Regions from separate parts of the Sus scrofa genome. Here region 2 is linked to region 1. A link is a contact called in public HiChIP or PLAC-seq data. All regions are on one chromosome and are shown on one strand. The core of a region is the stretch at or near the end of the contact, and the rest is flanking DNA. Distances in the headings are between cores, read along the strand shown. Region 1 holds the start of LOC102164231 (a long non-coding RNA gene). Region 2 overlaps STOML1 (stomatin-like protein 1).

What was found. HiChIP or PLAC-seq counts read pairs in DNA pulled down with a chosen protein or histone mark.
Region 2: a contact with region 1 is called in an H3K27ac HiChIP or PLAC-seq map of alveolar macrophages. The contact joins two enhancer-like sites. A contact is called at or near these places in 2 of 5 promoter capture datasets (liver and skeletal muscle), 28 of 47 Hi-C or Micro-C datasets (adipose tissue, alveolar macrophages, blood and 14 more) and 2 of 2 datasets of contacts at active chromatin or transcription factors (alveolar macrophages and skeletal muscle).

What each region holds. Positions count from the first base shown.
Region 1 is chr7:59,412,123-59,418,028 of Sscrofa11.1, forward strand. All of the region lies in intron 8 of PML (protein PML), which reads right to left. LOC102164231 (a long non-coding RNA gene) reads left to right here and starts at 222. Exons shown (of 3, transcript XR_002345833.1): 1 at 222-4,721. Within about 2 kb of position 4,564, at least 33 of the 83 cell types and tissues checked have an H3K27ac peak or open chromatin away from gene starts, as enhancers often do. A contact at or near this core is called in adipose tissue and alveolar macrophages, where this site is marked.
Region 2 is chr7:59,460,859-59,467,440 of Sscrofa11.1, forward strand. It overlaps STOML1 (stomatin-like protein 1), which reads left to right. Exons shown (of 8, transcript XM_021099072.1): 8 at 1-350. Among named protein-coding and RNA genes, the nearest start is that of PML, 14 kb to the left of the region's middle. Within about 2 kb of position 1,598, at least 40 of the 83 cell types and tissues checked have an H3K27ac peak or open chromatin away from gene starts, as enhancers often do. A contact at or near this core is called in adipose tissue and alveolar macrophages, where this site is marked.

The sequences.
Region 1 (5,906 bases), core at 3,314-5,813:
TAAGGAGCCTTCTCCAAGGCATCTTCCTTAAAGTTGGCAGCTGTAGCTGGGAGACTCCAGTGCCATCTCCAACCTTCCAGCGCCTGTCCCGTTCACAAGGCAGGGTTGCTCTCACGCTTGGGCTGGTAGAAAGAGTTGGACTCCCCTCACTATGTCCTCCCCTGGGCCTCAGCTGCAGAGCCGTCCCCTGGCCAAGTCCTCTCTGCCACCCACCGACACGGCACACTGGACTTTCCCTTCTTCTTTCTGCTCCAAACATTACTGCAGAAGCCCTTGCAGTGGCCCTCAGTGCTTCCGCCTGTCTTCCTTCGGGCAGTGTCTGTTTAGGTGACAGGGCCACGGTCTTCTCTTTGGATATTCTCTTCCAAGAGTCAAGCTCCCTGGAGGGCAGCACAACTGCATTTTGGAGCCAACTCCCCCATTTTTATACCAGGGTCATTTATGATGGCCATGAGAACCTCGTTTTGGTTTGTTTGTTTGGTTTTTTTTTTTCCTTGGAGGCTGCCATGGTCCCAGGGTCATTTTGTCTTTCATAGTCACGGAAATAGCCTTTTTTGTCCTGAACTTACTGAAGGCCCCGATGGCTCCCTTATTAAGAGGGCACCCCTTTCTGCTGAGCTTGTCAAGGGGTTAGGGGGAAGGCTGGATCTTCTTGCCCTGACTCCTCTTCCTCCTGAATTCCTCTTGCTCTTGGGGACGTCCAGCAAGTGTGGCTATTCCATGGCGCTGGTCTCACTGGAATGCCTTCCACCAGACTCTAGTCAACTGTAAACAGAATCCCCTCTCCCTGCCTTGAATCCCAGCAACGCAGCTGGAAAGTACTGACACATGTTCTAAAGACCCAGAGTTAACAGAATGAGCACCTAGAGGTTCTGGTGCAGGATGCCTTTCTGCTCCTGCTCACTAAGGGCTGCCTCCACTGTTCTGCCTCATTCCATAACCAGGATGATGGGGAGGGGCACAGAGAGGGATAATGGTAGGAACCAGAACCTAAGATAAGAGTCCAGGAAAGCCTGAGATTTGCTGGGAAGGGAAGGGAATGGCAGCAGAAGGCACAGGAGTGGAAGAGCCCATGTGAGAGGACGGAAAGTGAAAAGTGGGGAAAGGCTTTGAAGGGCCAGGGAGTGGGAGATAATGAGTGCTAGAGTGAAGGGGCCTCCGGAGGGTGTGGGTACCACTGTGAGTTAGGTGTTGGATTGCCTAGTCATCTTCGAAAGATTCGAGTAAGCCATGGATACTTGGTTAATGGGCTGTGTTTCTTTGACTTCAAAGTACTGACACATCTTCTAAAGACACAGAGTTAATGGAATGAGCACCTAGAGGTTCTGGTGCAGGATGTCTTTCTGCTCCTGCCTCCACTGTTCTGCTTCATTCCATAATCAGGATGATGGGAAGGGGCATGAGCTCGGACTGAGCCATACGCGACCCAGGATTATTTTAGAATACACAGACAACTAGGACACACATGCAGTTGGGTTCACAAGCTATATTTCACTTCATCACTGTCAGCCTAGCAGATCAACTGCATCCCAACTCAACACAGCAGGTGTAAGGGCCGAACCAAGGGTGCTCATGGGAAGCAGCTGGGTGGACATCTCACCTTCCAGAAGTCTAAGGGGTTCATCTGGAAAGATCCAGCGGCTCCTCTCCCCGCCTGGATCCTATTCCCACATGTGCACGTCACCTCTGTTCACGGCTGATACACACACAAATGAGCAGCATTTCTGACACACATGTGCAACTGAATCCCCTAACTTAGTGGTTCTCTACTTTGGTTGTGCATTAGCAGCTTAACAGAATCTTGATGTCTGGGTGCCTCCCAGACCAAGTCAGTTAGAATCTCTAGGTGGGACCCAGGAATTTGTCCTTGGTAAATCCCCCCGAGTGGTACCAGTGTGCAGCCAGGGTTGAGAATGCCTGTCCTAATTACCAACCATGTTTTAGCATCAACAAATCAGACGGGAGCCGAGCTCTTTAATATTCCCCATCCTCACCTGCGGTATCTACCTAGTATCCAACATGAGGCTAATCAAGAATCCTCAGCGCCGAGTGTAAGCAACAGCTGGGATCCATTTGGCAAGACACAAGCCCTGCTGTATTTGGCAGACACAGAACCCCAGCTTTTGCAAAGTCTGAAGGTCCCAGAGAGAGCGGGCATGTTGTCTGTGACCTAGGCCATCCCATTAGATAGCTTGTGGCTCCTACGGCCCCTCTGCAGGCTGTTGCTGCCCACTAGGCGCCAGCAGGTGTGGCTCCCAGCTTCTCAGCAGAGCACAGGCTTCTTTTTCTGATACACTCACCAGCATCACGGCCCCTCCCCAGGTCAGCTGCTCCCCACAGGCCTCCCTTCCACTTCCGTCACCACTACCACTTCTTCCAGGGGTTGCCCCCTTGGCTGGGCCCCCTGCTGCTTCCACTAGGTCCTGCTGCTACCAGGCACTGAAGTGAGTCATCTGTCACAAGAGTGGGTAAGAACATCTATCTTTTTTCTGCTTTGTATCCCAACACAGGGCCCAGGGCAGAGGCATGGCTGACCCACCTCCTCACCCCAGGTCTCCAGCCTCGGACCTGGGTCTCACCCCTCCACCCTAAGGCCACAGCCCCAGTGCCTCTTCCAGCAGTGGGAAGGCCTCCTACAGAGCACCCCTCCTGCTCAAGCTGCCTCTCCCTGAGCCCTGACCAGCATGCCAGATCTGTGCCAGAGCCCCCACGGCTGGATTCCAGCCACTCACACAGCCACAGCCCAAGGGTCAGGGGGCTACATGCCCAGGTACACTTGGCAAGTGTGGTATCTTGGCAAGTGTGGTATCTTAGCAAGCTGGGATTTTACAACCCTCACACACTGGCAGGCTAGACTGAAGGCCAATGAGAGGGGAGGGCATAGGAGCCTGGAGCACCCTGCCAACGTCACACCGTCCCCTCCCTCTAAGGGACTGTGGGAGAACCAGGGTTCTGGAAGGGGGCACAGAATGTGGGTGAGAGATGCACTTAATTAGCGGTATCTAATTTGTTTTCTTAAAAAAATTTTTTTTTCAGTAAGCATCCCACTCCTGTAATTGTTAATTTTAAAACCTGTGTCTGAAAACCACGTCCACTAAAGCAGGGAGTGTCTGGCTCTCTCTGGTCGCAAAGGTGAGCAGCTGCTTCTCATCATTTAATTCTTTGTGATCTGAAATGTGCTGCTCCTTCCTGAATTGGTCACCCTGAGACATCACCTAGTGGCCTTGCTGACCGCGGAGGACTAGACCCCCCCCACCCCACCTGCCACACATACACCCAAATGCTGTCATTTTCAGTGCCTCCCCCTAACACTCAGGAAGTTTGGGGAGAGCAGTGGCCTTCCCATCCTTCTCTCGCTCTTTCCTTCCTGGTCTTGTCTCCACCCAGTGTCAGTTTTGCTTTAATTTTATCAAGATTATGGGATGAAAGAAGTGCCCAGATTTCAGAGGAATTTAGAACATGGAAAGAAAGACAAGACTCAACAGGTGACTGGCTGGGAGAAATAACAAAAAAGGGGGAGGTGGGCCTGGGCCGCTCTGGGGCCTCAGCCTCTGTGACCGCACAGATGGTGATTTGCTGAGAGGAGAGGAAGGGAGTCTGAGGATTCTGTGGGGTATCTGAGTGCAGATGTTGGCAGGCCAGCGGCTCTACTGGCCTGGCGGGCAGGAGCCTGTAGTGGCTGTGGATGCAGCCGAGGGCAGGGTCAGCGTGCACAGACTAAAAAGAGAGCCTAGAACCTAAGCTGGAAAAACAACACTGAAAAGGACAGAGAGACCTGAAAGGGTAGTGAGGAGGAGCAGCCAAAGCTGCAGGGGAACCTCCTGAGCCCAAGAAAAGCAGAGTCTTTCGGGGGGATTTAGGACTAAAGGTGACCAGTGGACCTGGAGCATGGAGGTCACCCTGGTGCTGGTGGCAGGGCTCAGGCATGGTGGGGAGGGAGCGCCTGGGGTGGGTGGGGAGTGAAGGCTGAAGGGGAATGCAGGGAGGGGGATGGGGGTGGGGGCAAGATGGGCAAGGCTTTCTTCAGGTAGCTCTGGGAGAGTGTTTGAAGATGCAGATGAGGATGGGAGATGGATCGAGGCTCCCAGGGAGGTGGGAGGGCTGGGGCCCCGAAGAAGGGGAGTGAGTCCCAGAGTTGGGTGGCCCTCTCCACCATCCTACCAGGAGGGACGGAGGAAGGACGTGATGGGGTCAATCTGCCATCAGTGACGCAAGATGTGGGCTGCTCCCATGCCACCTGTCCCATCTGTTCTCCTAGGGCAGAAGGTTCAGTCACCTGCTGAAAGCTAGGGTGGGGACGAGGGAGCAGGGCTAGGGGAGTGGCAGCTCACAAGTAGCTGTGGGGGTGGGGGGCCGGGTGAGCGCTGAGGCTGGAGTGCCAGGGAGCCCTGGAGACAGACAGTCCCTGCAGCTTTCACTTGCCTGGACTTCTCACCAACAGAAGTTGGCCTCCAGGTGGCAGAGCTGAGCAGGAACGCCACTCTGAATCCTTCCAGGGCTGTCTTTGGAGGACAGCCTACCGGAGGCCAAGGTGGGCAGGGCTCCGGAGATCCTGGTGAAAGATTGGCTTAAACACTGGACTTTGCTGGCTGGTGGGAGGGAAGTTAAGGGCAGAGGGAGCCGGAAGGGAGAGCAGAGGCCTGAGAGACAACTGAGAGCTCAAGGACCAGGAGGCTGTGGTCAGAGTGTGAGTGGGCTGGTTTAGAGATTCCCAGTTCTCGGTAAGGGTGAGGTCCAGAGAGAAAAGGGGGATGTGGCTGCAGGGGAATGGGGTGGGGATCCCTGAAAGGTCGAGGTGAGGCCAGAGTGGGGGATGCTGAAGTCACCCAGGAAGAAGGGTGCACCTGGGTGGGGAGAGGAAACGTAGGAGGCAGGAGATGCCTGGGGGGAAGCGAGAGGATGACCAAGATGAGCTGGGGGAAGTGGGGTTCACCTAGAGAGCTGGAACCACAAAGGCAGAGGGGATCTTGCCAGAAGGTGGGACGGAAACAGTCCAGGAGGCAGAGGGCCTGAACCCCACCTCCCACCTCTGATGCTCACAGAGTGTGGGGGAAAGAGGGACACAGTAGCCCCCCAGGTGAGCCAGGTTTCAGTGCGGGCAGGAGACAAAGGAAGAGCTAAGCCCAGCAGGGAATCTGATGGTCATGGAAGAAGGGTTTGCAAGGGTGATGGTTCAATAGGTATTTATTGAGTAGCCACACCTGCCAGGGCCTGGGAGCAGCAGAGTCCTTGCACTTGTGGGCTCACATCCCGGCAGAGGCCCAGAGGGAAGGCTTGGGGTGGGGGAATGGGGCAGTGGGAGGTGCAAAGGGGGAGAGAAGCTTTCTTGTTTGGGGAAAAGAGGCTGGAGGATGTAGAGAGCAATGGCCCCATCAGTCATGGCCCCCTGGCTGGGAAGGACTTGGTCTCTTTGCCCTGAGGTCCACGTAGCTCTTCATTCCCTGACAAGATGCAGTGCGCGCCTACTGTGTGCAGGGCCGGGCGGCGGGGTGGGTGCTGGCCACAAGGTTACAAGAGGAAGGTGCTCAGGGTTAGGGCTGTGGAGTAGGAGGGCACGTGGGGCTCTTAGAGGCTTGTCTGCGGGGTGCTCATGCTGGTGGGAGGTCTCTCTGGAGGATGGGGTGGTGGAAATGCATCTGGAGGGCCTTCCAGTGGGACCTGGACTTGGAGATTCTCCATGGGGGCCCTGCCAGAATCCCCAGGGGAGATTCTTGCCCCAAGAGTCAGGGGTGCTCCTCTGCCTCCCCCCAGGTGCCCCCTGGCAGAGGCATCAAGCTGGGGAGGCACAGAGGAGAGAGGAAGGGCAAAGAAGCTGTGGAGCCACTGGGCCACATGCGGGGAGCCCCGGAGGGAGCGGCCGCGGGATCGAGCTACCCCTCGCACCCGGAAGGGTTGGCCGTTAACCC
Region 2 (6,582 bases), core at 348-2,847, 46 kb after region 1:
TCGGGCCCCTGGCTCCAGAGCAGGGGTTGGAGAGGCTGGGGGAGGGGGAGGGAGAGGGGAGGTGGCCACCCAGAGGAGGTCCCTGCAGTGGCAGGGAGCTGGGGACCAGACTGGCCCACCTTGCTGATTGCAGACTAGCCCCAGGCTAGCCCAAGGGATGAGGGGGACAAGAAAGAGTGGGGCCTGCGCCTCCTGGCCCTGCTCCTGAAGATGCCTTGTCTCATCTCCAGCTCTTGTCTTGCATGCCTTAGGGGCCAGGGCCCAGGGCAGCATGCAGGAGAGCCCTGCCCTTTTCTGTGCTTCCTCCCAGAGGTTTGAAACCCTCAAATAAATATGGTGTTTACAATGTATTGGAGAGAATGTAACGGTAATGGGGGTGGGTAGGAGGGTCCCCGAGGTGATACCTCTGCTGCTAGACCAGGGCCCAGGCTCTAAAGGGTGACACAAGCCCTGACAGTGCTCTCAAATCACCCACAGCTCTCCTTCCTGTCAAGGGTCTCAGAGCCCCTGGGGCTGGAGCAGGGCTCTCTGTTCCTCTTTTGCCAGGAAAGAGGGCGTGTGGGTGTGCCAGAGCTGGTTCAGCAAACATGACATAATGAGAGGCAGGGTTGGGGGGCTCCTGTCACCTAATACCCCTGTTTTGCCACTGTTCTGGCCCAAACCCCAGGGACCCCCCCAAAAGGGGGTGCCTAAGATGTGTGGGGTTCTAAGAAATGACTCTCACTTCCTGGAGAGGCTTGTGAAAAAAAAAAAAAACTCCCACAGAAATCTGAGCCTCCTCTTTGAGGAACAGCCTCTAGCTTTTCCTTGGGCACCAGGCCTTCCCCCTCCACCCTGTCCAGCCACCTTGGCACCGGCCTGCATCCACACTGCCCTTTTGCGCCTGCCCCTGGTAGGACTTCTCAGGGTAGACCAAACACCCTTGGGTTCAGGTTTCAGCCCCAGGGCCCCTCCCTGGAGGGCCAGAGCCCCAGGCTGCTGGTCCTCTCTCTACTCCCCTGGAGGCCACCCAGCCAGGGCTGCCTGTTCAAAAGCCTTCCCCCCAACCCCTGCTAGCCATATTCCTGCCACCCTTGAGCCTGAGTGAGGCATGGTCTTTCTCTCGCCTGGGCTCCCCATTTGTGCTGGGACTGCCGTCGTGCCCTTTCCTCACTGTCTGTGACATAGTTCTTTGCATCAGTGCCCACCCTCCCTGCTGGACCTTGAGCTGCGTGCCTGAGCCCTTCACCTCTGTTCCCTTCATGCTACTGCACACCATGCCCCAAGGGCCTTGTGACACTTTACGGGAAACTGAAACTCAGATTTTTCTTTTCTCTTTGGTGGGTGTCAGAGGATCAGCATAACCAGGGGAAACTGAAACTCATCTAGATGTGTGGGTGGAGAGTTGGGGCTGCTGCCAGCTGTTAATATCTGCATCCTGTTGAGGAGAACTCATTCGTTGGTGAGGCCAGCCCTCCAGGGAAGGGAGCCCACAGGTTCAAGGCCTCAAGCCTTTGCAGGACTGAGCAGACCTTTCAGTCCCCAGGAGGGGACGAGGGGGACCTGAAGGGACTAGGGCATGGGGAGGGAGGGAGAGGATGTACATCAGAGAAGGCTTCCTGAGGAGGTGATGCTTGAGACGGAAAGAAGGGAAATGGGAGAAAGACTTTGTGCAGAGGGGAAAGGCCTCCTGAGGTCACAGAGGAGAAGGCAGCTGGGCCCTTCCACTTTGGGCACCTGGAACCCAAAGGCTGAGGGGGGGGTGTGTGCAGGGACTTGGGGCGGGGGGTGGATAAAAGCAGTGACTGTTACTGTATGCTAAGTATGGCCCCTGTACTGCACTGGGCACTTCCTGTATATTTTTTCCTCCAGATAACCTGGTGGATAATGATACTTAAAATAGCTATATTATGCTATATTGATATAAAATGTATTGTTCTGATGTTATTTTAAAAATAAGTATTTTGGGAGTTCCCTTCGTGGTGCAGTGGTTAACGAATCCGACTAGGAACCATGAGGTTGCGGGTTCAGTCCCTGCCCTTGCTCAGTGGGTTAACGATCCGGCGTTGCGTGAGCTGTGGTGTAGGTTGCAGACGCGGCTCGGATCCCGCGTTGCTGTGGCTCTGGCGTAGGCCAGTGGCTACAGCTCTGATTCAACCCCTAGCCTGGGAACCTCCATATGCTGCGGGAGCGGCCCAAGAAATAGCAACAACAACAACAACAAAAAGACAGAAGACAAAAAAAAAAAATAATAATAATAAGTATTTTGTTTCGAATAGCTGGCACAGTCACAAGGCTGAAATCTTTTGGAAGATTGAAAAGGCATGCTATGAAAATTGTCCCTCATACTCCTAATCCATCCACATATTTTCCATACCTTCCTCCAGACAGGTATCCCCTGGTATTAGTTTCTTGGTTATTCTTTCAGAAGGTGGGTTTTTTAAAACAATGTTTTATTATATAGTTGATTTACAGTGTTCTGCCAACTTATGCTGTACAGCAGAGCGACCCAGTAGAGTTTTTTTTTAAAATACATTTATAAGAAAATCCATATATATTATTCTCTGTGAGTTTCGTGTGTGTGTGTGTGTGTGTGCATGCGTGCACGCTTTTTAGGACTGCATGCATAGCATGTGGAGGTCCCCAGGCTAGGGTTGAATTGGAGCTACAGCTGCCGGCCTAAGCCACAGCCACAGCAATGCCAGATCTGAGCTGCATCTGTGACCTACACCACAGTTCATGGCAACGCCGGATCTTTAACCCAGTAAGTGAGGCCATGGGTCAAACTCGCAACTGATGGTTCCTCAACCAATCCAACCTCATGGTTCAGATTTGTTTCTGCTGTGCCAGGACAGGAACTCCTGGGTTTTGTCTTTTTTTTAAAACACAAATGACGTAGCAGGCATGATGTTGATTTGTTACTTAACTTGAGGATCTTTCCATATTAGCACACCTAGACTTTCCCTGTTCAGTTTTGTAGTTACATAGGATTTCATGGTATGGATGTTTCATAATTTATTTAACTTGGTTTACATTGATGGACATTTTGATTTTTTTTTGTGTTTTGCTATTTCAAACAAATGTTGCAATAATAACCTTTCACATATGATATTTCACCTGTGGTTGAAGTTCATCTGTGGGATTAAAAAGTCCTAGAAGGGAAATTGCCAGGTCAAAGTATTTATAATTTAAAAAATATTTCCCAATGCCTTCTTTGCAGGATATTCCAATTTACATTCCCATCATCAGTGATTGAGAGTCAGTTTTTCCTCATAGCCATGCCAACACAGTGTGTTATTAAACTTTTGGATTTTTTTTTTTGTCTGTTTTTGCTATTTCTTTGGGCCGCTCTCGCGGCATATGGAGGTTCCCAGGCTAGGGGTCGAATCGGAGCCGTAGCCACTGGCCTACGCCAGAGCCACAGCAACACGGGATCCGAGCCGCTTCTGCAACCTACACCACAGCTCACGGCAACGCCGGATCGTTAACCCACTGAGCAAGGGCAGGGACCGAACCCGCAACCTCACGGTTCCTAGTTGGATTCGTTAACCACTGCGCCACGACAGGAACTCCCAGTAATTTTTTTTTTTTTTTTTTTAATGAGAGTTGCAGTGTTTATTTTAGGTTCTCTTGTGGGGGGGGGGATTGTATTTTTTATTTCTTTTTTTGTCACACAGGCAGTATGTGGGGATTCCTGGGGCAGGGATCGAACCTACACCACACAGCAGCAACCAGAGCCACAGCGGTGAGAACGCAGGAGCCTCAACCCATCAGATGAGTTAGGCCACCTCAGATGAGCTAGGCTATCAGAGAACTCCCTTGGTGTAATTTTTTAAAATCTCCATTGTTTATTGCTTTTTAAGACTTGGATTTTCAGTCCCAGCAGAAGCACAGGGTTTTTCCTGTCTTCCTCCAGCATTTACTTTTTTTTTTAAAGTATAATAAGATAAAATGCACCCATTTTAAATGTGCTTGATATATTTTGAGAAATGTGAACACTGTAACAACCAGCCACCACCATAATCAGGATATAGAACCATCAACTCATATGGTTCCCTGTGTCCCTTCCCAGTCAGTCCTCAGGGCCTCACCACCCCCGCCCCAGCCCTAGGTCACCACTGATCTGCTCTCTCTAACTATGGATTAAATTTCACTTTTTTAGGGAAACCATACCTTGTGTATCCTTTTGTGTCTAACTTCTTTCTCTCCCTGCAGTGTTTCTGAATCATCTGTGTTATTATGTGTATCTGCAGTTTGTTCCTTTTTTATTATTAGTGATATTCTTTGGTATGGATAGACATACAGTTTATTCCTCTGTTGATGGACGTTTGAGTAGTTTTCAGTTTTGATCATCAAAACTTCTCTGAGCATCTATCTGTGTACGAGTCTTTGTACAGATATATGGTCTCATTTGGGTAAATATTCAGGAGTACAATTTCTGAGTCAAGAAACTGCCAACCAGTTCCAAGGTGGTGTTGTCATTCTTTTCTAGTGAGTGTGGCTTATGACTCTGAGCCTCTCTGTATGCTAATTAGACATGTCTTCTTTTGTGAAGTATTTTTTCCCAGTGTAAACAAATGGCTTATTTCATTGGTATATTATTAGTAGTACCTTTAAGAGTTCTTAGTAAATCTGGATACATGTCTTTTAGCAAATATGTGTATTTGGAATTTTTTTCTCCCAGTTTGTAGCTTGTCTTCCTAAAAGTGCTTTGTCTTGAAAATTTTGATGAAGTCCTATCTATGATTGTTTAACGGTTAGAGGTTTTGTGTCCTTTCCTGGAAGTCTTTGCTTATCCCAAGATCTTGAAGTTTTTCCCCTATGTTTTCTTCTAAAAGTTTATGGATTCAGCTCTTACTCTTAGGCCTATGATCCATTTTGAGTTACTTTTTGTGTGGATATGAGAAAAAAGGCTGAAGTGTTCCCCTCCTCACCACCACATAGGTATGTAGTTGTTCCAGCACTTCTTGTTGAAAAGATATATACCTTAAAACGTCTTAATTTTCACTTCTCTTATTTTGTGTGAAGTTCAACACTTTGTAATGTGTTTCTAAGAGCCATTGTATTGCTTTTTCTGGGAACCTGTCATTTCATCTACTTTGCCCATTTTTCTAGTATTAGTTTTTTCTATTTTTGTTTTGACATCTGGGAGCTCTTTAAATACTAGGGAGATTAGCTGTATTTGATATGAATTGTAAATTTTTTAACCCAATCTGTTGTTAACATTTGACTTTGCTTATGATATTTTTTCATGAAATTTGACCAGTGTATTTGAAATTAATATTTTTTCATGTGACATTTAGGTTTTAAGTCATAAGAAGACTTCTGAGATCATGAAGGAATTCCAAGTACTCTTATTATTTTAGTTTTTACATAAAGCTGTTTTACCCACTTGGGATTCAAATGAGCATAAGATATAAAATATGGATCCACATTTTTCAATACCGCATATTTCTCTTTGTCCTGGGGTCTATATCTGGGCAGTCTGTTCTGTGCCATTGGACTATTGTTTTGTCACGTACTAGGGCCATATTGGCTTTTAATTATTGAGGCTTGGTAAAATGTTTAATATCAAAAACATTCTTTTTAATGTTTCCTAGGAAATTCTTCCTGCCTGTTCTTTTTGTTGTTGTTATTTATTTATTTATTTATTGTCTTTTTACCTTTTCTAGGGCCACATCTGCAGCATATGGAGGTTCCCAGCTAGGGGTCGAGTTGGAGCTGTAGCCACTGGCCTACACCACAGCCACAGCAACACCAGATCCAAGCCACATCTGCGACCTACACCACAGTTCACGGCAACGCTGGATCCTTAACCCACTGAGCGAGGCCAGGGATCGAACCTACCACCTCATGGTTCCTCGTCAGATTCCTTAACCACTGAGCCATGATGGGAACTCCTTGTTGTTGTTTTTTAAATAAACTTTAGAATTATCCAGTCTAGGTTAAAAAAAAAAAAGTACATATCTTTATTAGTTTTATGTATGAAGTAACTCAGAAAATTGCAGTCTTTATGATATTGAGGCTTCCTATCCATGAATGTGACATGTTTTTATGTCTTTTATGTCTTTTTTTATGTTCTTCAGAAGGTTTTACAGAGCTCTTCATACTGGTCTTGCACATTTTTTATTAAGTTTATTCCTAGGTGCTTTATCTTTTCTGATACTACAGTAAATGGAGTCTTTCATTATATCATCTGATCAGAATGCAATTTACTGCTCTGCAGGAATTCTGTAACTTACCAACTTAATTTTTACCTTACTAATTGTATTTTTATTCATTGTAGTTCATCTTCAGTATATAATCATCTATAAATGTTGATAGCTTCACCTTCTCTTTTCCCTTGTGTAAAATGCTTTAAAATGCTTTCTCTTGTGTAAAGGCATTGGCTAGCATGGAGGTGGGTGTTTTAAAGATGGAAGTGAGAGGGCGTTATGCTGAGGGGAAGATTCCAGGAGAGGGAGAGGAACGGGATCCTGAGCCATGATGGAAAGATTAGCTGTGGACAGAGAGTGACACCTCCCCCTGGAGAAGGAAGCGGGGAGGTAAGGATGGGGGCAAAATGCACACCCCATCCCTGCCCAGCCTAGCACTTGGGGGTGG